Linked DNA regions of Mus musculus: all the other regions are linked to region 3. A link is a contact called in public Hi-C data. All regions are on one chromosome and are shown on one strand. Each heading gives the region's core, a stretch centred on a gene start, on an enhancer-like site or on the middle of the called end of the contact. The rest is flanking DNA. Distances are from core to core; before and after follow the strand shown. Region 1 has its middle 38 kb from the start of Nmd3. Region 2 has its middle 57 kb from the start of Nmd3. Region 3 holds the start of Sptssb (serine palmitoyltransferase, small subunit B).

Region 1 (2,700 bases), core at 175-2,674, 100 kb after region 3:
TACTGAGAAGAAAATTTTGTGTATTAATAAAGAGCTGCCAACTAAGGCAGCTCTAAGTAGCTCTGCAATGGCACCTTATGCACCATGCACCTTCGAGACGCTCAGAATCCCAGGCTCCCCAGTGTGAAACACAAGAACTCAGAAAGGTGCATATTCTGGAGAGGCACCAGGGGAGGCAGGGCTCCTGATTATTAATGAGAGGTACATGCCTGCACAGGCCAAGGTGAGAGGGCATCTTCTCAGCCAGTGAGGAGCAATCTAGCAGAACAGAAAACGTGCCCCAGGAAGGGTATCAAAGGTAGACAGAGTGAGTCAGAGTGCAGGTGGAACTGGGAGGCTCGCCCAGCCAGTCCCAAAGCCAATCCATGTGCAGCAGCCATTTGGCCTACCTCTCCCTTGCCAAATAGCAGGGTCTGAGAAGCCATGAGCTTTCCCATGTCCAAGTACATGAGTCTGGAATATTTTCCCAATAAATACTATGTTTAAGATATGCAGAAGGAAAAAATACTAAGTATAAAGCTGCAGTCAGCTTCCCTGTAGGTTCTGTGCACTAGATTGCTGGCTGAGGATGAACACAGATTTCTGAACTCCGCCTGTTGCAAAGCCCCCACAGCCTGCCTACCTTTTTAGCTTTCACAGACTCAACCCCTTCCCTCAGAGGCCATCATTCAAGTCTTCCAGTTTCTAATTAGAGTCAAGTTCCCTTTACTCTATTCTTTTAAAAAGATGTGATTCCTCTCTCATAGCTAGGCTATAGGTTCTTACCAGGCAAGAATACATTTAAGAAAACTTTTTTTTTTTTTTAAAGAAGGGTTAATATCCACAGAAATAGACACCACTGCATCTTTAATAAGCAAGCTGAGCAATTCACAGAACAAGCTCTGAGCTAGGCATGATGGCACATCTTGCAATCCCAGCACACAGGAGTCTGAGGCAGAGGAGCACCAGTTACATGAGGCAGAGGAGCACCAGTTACAGGCCAGTGTGAGTGCCATATGAAGATCCTATCTTGACCTCGCTCTCCTCCAGCCTAGATCCTATCCATGTGTGTGTCTCCCTCCCTCCCTCGCTCTCTGTTCCTCTCCCTCTTCTAAGCTTTAGCTTCATCCTTAGAACATTAAGCTCCCTCCCCGCCTGAACTTTGAAAACTGTCCCTCATTTCCTATCCCATTGGACCAGAAATAAATAAACATGGGCTTTAAAAAATATCCATGCTCTTTCTTCACCCTTGGTCTGACTTACCCTGGGAACTTACTTACTCCAGGAGATCCAACCTATGTTCCTAGCACCCAAACTGTGACTAGGTAGATACCCAAGGCCACTGCTGGGCTCATTCCAGTTCCCAGCTATCAGGGAGCATTAGGTGTACTATAGTCATGCTGAGTGTTGCAGGAGCAGGTGCCTTCTGCTCGCTGCTCAAGGCCAGCAGCAGCATCTGTCAAGCGAGCAAGAACGAAGGTTCCAGCTCAGCTCACCATCACCTGAGGCAACATTTGCTTTACCAGAAACAGTGAAACGGACGGAGGAAACAGAGTATGAAGGTGGAGAGTTCTGTAAGCGCTGTGAAGGTAAGATATAGGTGTGTCTTATTCATACTTAGGGCTTTCAAGATACTTGTTGAAATAATGACTTAGGAAAGTAGCAGTCTTTGGACTTCAACTTGCTGTTTAATAAGCATGTCACTCTATTCATAATAGGAAGCTTGCAAGGCCAGGAATAGGTGGACAGGTCACACTTCACTTCCTTTTGATGGGGCTGGGGAGAGGGTTTAGTCCATCAAGTCCACCAGGGTTCCATCCACAGAACCCCAAATTTATAAACCCAGGGATGGTGATACTTGTTTGTAATGCCAGTGCTAGACAAGACAGACAAATAGATCTCTGGTGCTTACTGCCCAGCTAGCCTGGCCTACTCAGTGGCTCTAGGCCAATGAAAGACGCCCATCTCAAAACACAAGATGAATGGCGCCTGACAAGTGACCCTAAAGTTGACCTGTCTCTCTCTCTCTCTCTCTCCCTCTCTCTCACTCACACACACACACACACACACACACACACACACACACACACACACACACACAGAAGAGGAAAGCAACTTTTACTCTTAGTAAGTTTATAGCTCCTTTAAAACTTATAGGCAGACACATTTAGATGCTTGTGGGGTTTGATCAGCAATGCACATAAAATGCTATGACACCCAGACAGCATGTCATAGCATAATTTTTTATTAAAATTGAGAACCTATAGAAAAAAATGACAGTTGAACTGGGGCCTGAAACAGAAGTGTTTTAGGGTTGGGGACATTTAAAATGAACAAAACTGACCTCATTACTAAGACTAATGGCCAGCCCTGGATTCAGAAAGAAAGCCTAGTGCTTCTCCCAGCCAACTGCTGATCGCTGCCTTCTACCACAAAAGGTCCAAGATCCACCAAAGAAGCCCCATCAGAACCAGAGGGGCAGTGCTGAGAAGCAAGCAGCCTTATGAGCAGCTTTCCCCTAGGGCCTACTAATGACTTGCGCAGCTCAGCTGAACTGTGTGCCTCCTCATTCTAGGGCTCCCCAAGGGATTCCCAAGGTGCTCTGGGTGAGCCCTGGTGACCTCGTCTGGCTGTGTGATTTGTTATCATGAAGAGTCTGGAACCTCGGGGAGGATCTAGAACTACCTGAGGCTCTAGTGTCCTGCACCATCTCCTCCAGTT
Region 2 (2,700 bases), core at 69-2,568, 81 kb after region 3:
AAAGCCTTTAGCATTCCCAGTGTGTTCCCCTCTTACTCTGCTTCCTACTTGAAGAAAAGGATGTAAGCTGCCTGCCATTGCTCCAGCACCATGCCTGCCTGCCTGCCTGCCTGCTGCCATGCTCCTGACATGATGGTTATGAACTCTCCCTCTGGAACTGTAAGCCTCCGATAAACTCTTCCACGAGTTGCCTTGGTCATGGTGCTTTGACACAGCAATTTTAGACACCAGCGTACACCACTGAGCTGGACGATCTATGTGGGTGCTTGGAGCCAGAAGTTGGAGCTCAGGCTTGAGCAGCAGACTCACTTCTAAGCCATCATCTCCCTGTCTCCCTGCCTCATGATTCCTATTCCTCTAATTTAACTTAATTTCTATTTTGAGACTCCATGCTTCAGAGACACAAGCATAGGCTTTGTCCTTTCATTGAGTCTGTGGTCTCATGATCTTAGGCAATGGAAGTTTTCAGGGCTAGATAGCTTCCAGGACCACACATCAACTCAGGGAGAGGTCCCTGGAACTTGAGGATCTGTCTATTGCTCACCTAGTCCATGTGGGTGGGAGTATGCCTATACACTTGCCTCCAGTGTCCATCTCAATCTTCCCAAAACCCTACCTAGAAATGTAGCAGAGCGTATCACAGCACTTAGAGAAAGGTAATCAGACTGCTTGGGTGTGGACTCTCGTTCTCCTACCCCCTATCTGTGAAATCAGAAAGTGTTATGGCACGGTTAGGACTTACTTTCTTCAGCCATGAATTAGAAACGAAGCACCTTAAGTGGTTACTATGAAGAAATACATGTGGCATTAGAATGATGTCTTTCTTCATAGAAGTGCTGGCACTAAGACACAGTCTCCATGAGGATTTTTGTCTCTTTGTTCACTGCACTTAGAGCCTGGTAGAAAAGGGAGTCAATGGGTGTTGAAAGATTCAGGGAGTGTTTTCTCTCTGCTCTGCGACTTTGGAGCTCTGTCCCCTCCTTCTGGCTCTGGGCAATCTCTCTGATTGCAAAAGATTCTTTTCTCTTTGGGTTTCTGGCCAACATGTTATTGATGTTATTGATGTGGTTTCTGGCTCATACCCCACCTACCAGTGCTCTCAAGGTCACCAAGATGTACAGCTCAGTTTACTCTTCTCCCAACAAATCACCTCGTGGAAGAAAGAAAGAAAGCAAAACAACAACAAAAACTACGATCTGCTTGAACAGACAGAAGGGAGAAAATACAGAAGAAAAGCAAAGATTTATGGGGTGGGGGTCAGAGTCTCAAAATAGAGGTTCAGGGAATTAAGCAGTTGACTCACAAGCCTAATGGCATGGGTTTAGATTAGATACAAAGCTAGGCCCAACCATGATGGGGCAATCTTATACTAATCCCAGCACAGGGAGGCAGCAGGTGAATTCTTACAGCCCACTTACCAGCCAATCTAGCCAGTGGGACCCAGTCTCAAAACTAAAGTGAAGAATAACTGAGGAAGACCCATATCAACCTCTGGCTGTGGCTCTCATGTGTGTGTGTGTGTGTATGTGTATCACATACACACACACACACACACACACACACACACACACACACACAGCCTATAAAACCTCAAGATATTACCACACCACCCCTAGAGCTTCAGCTTATTATTATTGCTGTTGTTGTTAGCTTCCAGTTTTGCATAAATGAGTGTTACATTTGTGCAAAATATATTGACTTTTCTCTTAATAAATAATAATATGAAAGGCAGCTCTACTCACATGTCAACTGAATCTAGTTAACCTGTGATTGATAGCCTTGACATCATTATTAGCCATACTAACCAGAGTTTTCTCCTGGCTCACTTAGGATGAGCCTGGTTTTTAAGTGGCCATGTCATCGGGGTTCTATCTATCAGTGAGATATTTGCCTTCTTTGATAAGGTGTTTGTTTTTATTCGGTACACACGGCCCACATCCAGACATACCACCCACGATTTCTGAGTAGAGGTGAGTTAAACAGGTTTTGGAAATGTTTCCTACCATATCAGATCTCCTATAAAGCTGCGCTTCTCTACCCTCCCTTCCCAGTTTTGTTGTTGTTGTTGTTGTTGTTGTTGTGTTTGTTTGTTTGTTTGTTTTTAAAAGATTTATTTATTTATTTTATGTGTATGAGTGCACTGTCGCTGTCTTCAGACACACCAGAATAGGGCATCAGATCCCATTACAGATAGTGGTGAGCCATCATGTGGTTTCTGGGAATTAACTCAGGACCTCTGGAAGAGCAGTCGGTACTCTTAACCACTGAGCCATCTCTCCAGCCACAAATGTCTATTGCTGTTTTGCCCTACATGCATGTTTTTGTATGAAGGTATCAGATCTTGTAGTTACAGACAGTTGCGAGCCATGTGGGTACTGGGATTTGAACCCAAATCCTTTAGAAGAACAGCCAGTGCTCTTACCTGCTGAGCCATCTGTCCATCCCCCTCCCGTTCCTCAAAGCTGTTGGCAGTCTTCTTCCTACTCATTAGTTAAAACCTTCGGAGTTTCTTTGCCGTAAGACATACCCGGGGAGCACTGTGTGCCCATATCCCAGTTCTACCATCCCTGCTGCCTGCCAGACCCTCCTTAGCACCCATCCTCCTGAAGAGCCATAAAATCTGAACACACAGCTAACACAGCTTCTTTTAGGACAGAAACACCAGAGCTGTAACTTTAGGGCAAATGGCTAAAGATTCCA
Region 3 (2,700 bases), core at 43-2,542:
CCCTGTGCGCCCTTAGCGCCCAACCACAGAGTCAAATGCAAGCATTGCCCAGGATGAAGACGAAAGAGATCGATCAAGGTCTGGCTGCGGGTTTCCAGCGAAGATGCTGCGCGCAAGGCACGCTAGCCCCAGAGCGGCTCTGTGCGTCTCTGCGGCACCCCGCCGACTGCCGGCCCCCTTTCCCAATTTGCCCTCCAGCCATTCGTCTGCAAAAGAATTCCCTGCACTTGTGAGTGAACCCACACAAGTTCTCTAGGCACGGTTCTCCTACTCTTTCCACCAGGGAAGGGTGGGGGTAGTTTTCAACCTTAACCTCCCTGCTACCTGGAGGAAGGTGACTGTACAGGGAGGGAGAGGGATTGTTTTACAGGTTCCAAGGCGTCAGAATTAGATGTCAGTGCCAAAGTGGCTTGTTTTCTTCCTTTGCCTTTTGACAACCGGTGAGCTGACCAGCTGCTTGGGCTCAACCCCGGGGCTCACTTTGCAGCCGGGAGCCGAGTTTCAGACTGCAGCCTTGCTCCGCGTAGACCCGGGCCTCTTCGCCCCTCATCCAAGTCTGCGACGGATGTATGCTGACAGGCATCCTCTGAGAATTGGTTAAAGCCCTACAGTATTCACCTTTGCACCTCTGGTTTATCTACTGTCGCCTCCGCTGCCTCCTCCATCTCCCCCTCCCCTCCTCCCTCCTTTTCTTCCCCATCCCCACCCTATCATCATTTGCACCACCACCAAAATACGTGCCCCTCTGGTAGAGTCGAAACTCCCCGCTGAAGCGAGGGGGAGGGCAACACCCATCCCCCCTCCTATCTCTGCCTAGGCTCCCGGTTTTACTGCAGCAATCGGAGGTGAGGTGACAGCGCCACCTCGATCTCCTCCGTAGCTCTCAGAACCCCTGCTCCCCCCAGTAAGGCAGAAGGCGCCCTCTCTTGAGAGGCTAATCTCTGAAGAAGTGCGAACAGGCTACAGAAAAAACAAAACAAACAAACCGAATTTTTAAAATGTAGAAGTCACTAGGCTGCATTCCTCCGAGAACAACCCAATCTCCCAGAACTGAGTATCAGCGCATAGGAAGTTGGGACCTTAGAGTGAAGGGGGAGGGGAGTGGTGCAGCCCGCATTCTCTTCTGGAAGGAGTCGCTGCAAGCCCTGCGGTTGGACATAAGTTTGCGTAAGAGTGTTTTCCTTTTGTCAATTATTAATCACCGGAATCAGTTTGGCAGAACTGGAGTTTTAGCAGTAGTGCAGAGGGCGGGGCCGAACACCTAACTCTGGGAGCCTCAGCTGCGCCCAACACAGTGACAAGCTAACAGAAGCTGGGGAGAAGCCAGAGCATCTAAGCTCATTCTAAGGCAGGAGGTAAGCATCTTTCAAACTACCTACGTCCAATCTAAAAGGAGCTTTCATAGCACAGAGTTTCTGTCTGCATGGGGGGAAACTAGAACTGAGCTTTAATGCAATTTATCTGCTTCTTATTTAACTATATTACAACTCTAAGAATTGAACGGTTCCTCTTGGCATTTACTATGTTGGAAACTAAGATGCTTTTCTCAACAGAAGCCAAACTTTATTATTGGAACTTTTTCAGGCAGAAGAAAAAAAATGTTTTACATTATTTTCATTATTCATTCATTCATTTGTACGGTTTGTTAATATTCAAGGAAATATCTTGAGATGCGTGTGGCTTCCTTCTTTAGGTGGTAATATTCATTTAGTTCTCTCTCTTTGGGTTACTTTAGGCAGTGGCACACAGGAGTCAGCTGCCAGCAGGTAAGCCATAGCCAGCAAAGAATGTGTCTTAGTATTTTTCTCCTGATTATTAAGCACAGTGTGTTTTCTCAGGGATGCTTATGAGATTGTCACGGCAGTCAAAATCCTCAGCCTGCAGAGGACTATGTGTCCCTGGAGGAATGCATGTCATAGTGTCTGTGGGGAGCAGGGGTTACAAGTGTTAGTCCTGACTTGTTTCAATTGGAAGGGCATTCAACTGGTTGCCAGTCTTCGAATCAGCTCAGCCCATGTGCCAATACAGAATTAGAAGATTTGTTAAATCTAAACTTTAGACCCCCAAAATCCAAATAAATGAATCAGGGGAATTGGGATGTTTGGTGTTTGTACTGGCTAGTTTTGTGTCAACTTGACACAGCTGGAGTTATCACAGAGAAAGGAGCTTCAGTAGAGGAAATGCCTCTATGAGATCCAACTGTAAGGCATTTTCTCAATTAGTGATCAAGGGGGAAAGGCCCCTTGTGGGTGGGACCATCTCTGGGCTGGTAGTCTTGGTTCTATAAGAGAGAAGGCAGAGCAAGCCAGGGGAAGCAAGCCAGTAAGAAACACCCCTCCATGTATGTCCTCTACATCAGCTCCTACTTCCTGACCTGCTTGAGTTCCAGTCTCGAATTCCTTTAGTGATGAACAGCAATGTGGAAGTGTAAGTTGAATAAACCCTTTCCTCCCCAACTTGCTTCTTGGTCATGATGTTTTGTCCAGGAATAGAAACCCTGACTAAAACAGGGTTTTTTTGTAAAAGACTTTATGACAGCAATTGTTATTTTTAATCAAATGATACTAAGAAATACACAGCCATTTTTGCCAGAAAACCTTTAAAATGATGTGTGCAGAAAACTGGGGGGAGAGCTTCATCGCTTGCTTTCCACATTTGGTTTGCTCCTGTGCCTCTTACCGTAACCACTATTTACATGAA

Evidence for each region. Hi-C and Micro-C count contacts between places; a contact is called where the count stands out from the background.
Region 1: a Hi-C map of cerebellar granule neurons shows a contact between it and region 3, with 2.4 times the contacts expected there. The contact joins the enhancer-like site here to the promoter of Sptssb in region 3. A contact is called at or near these places in 4 of 39 promoter capture datasets (cranial neural crest, embryonic stem cells and liver), 8 of 484 Hi-C or Micro-C datasets (the N1E-115 cell line, cerebellar granule neurons, cerebellum and 5 more), 9 of 115 datasets of contacts at active chromatin or transcription factors (embryonic forebrain, embryonic stem cells, forebrain and 4 more) and 2 of 9 other capture datasets (embryonic stem cells and pancreatic islet).
Region 2: a contact with region 3 is called in a Hi-C map of liver, with 1.8 times the contacts expected there. The contact joins the enhancer-like site here to the promoter of Sptssb in region 3. A contact is called at or near these places in 5 of 39 promoter capture datasets (embryonic stem cells, liver and stem cell-derived epiblast-like cells), 9 of 484 Hi-C or Micro-C datasets (cerebellar granule neurons, cerebellum, embryonic fibroblasts and 6 more), 8 of 115 datasets of contacts at active chromatin or transcription factors (embryonic forebrain, embryonic limb bud, embryonic midbrain and 3 more) and 2 of 9 other capture datasets (adipose tissue and embryonic stem cells).

Annotation. Positions count from the first base shown.
Region 1 is chr3:69,758,970-69,761,669 of GRCm38.p6, reverse strand. No RefSeq gene overlaps it. Among named protein-coding and RNA genes, the nearest start is that of Nmd3, 38 kb to the right of the region's middle. Within about 2 kb of position 1,424, at least 7 of the 459 cell types and tissues checked have an H3K27ac peak or open chromatin away from gene starts, as enhancers often do. A contact at or near this core is called in cerebellar granule neurons, where this site is marked.
Region 2 is chr3:69,777,834-69,780,533 of GRCm38.p6, reverse strand. No RefSeq gene overlaps it. Among named protein-coding and RNA genes, the nearest start is that of Nmd3, 57 kb to the right of the region's middle. Within about 2 kb of position 1,318, at least 3 of the 459 cell types and tissues checked have an H3K27ac peak or open chromatin away from gene starts, as enhancers often do. A contact at or near this core is called in liver, where this site is marked.
Region 3 is chr3:69,858,486-69,861,185 of GRCm38.p6, reverse strand. Sptssb (serine palmitoyltransferase, small subunit B) reads left to right here and starts at 1,292. Exons shown (of 3, transcript NM_133675.3): 1 at 1,292-1,355.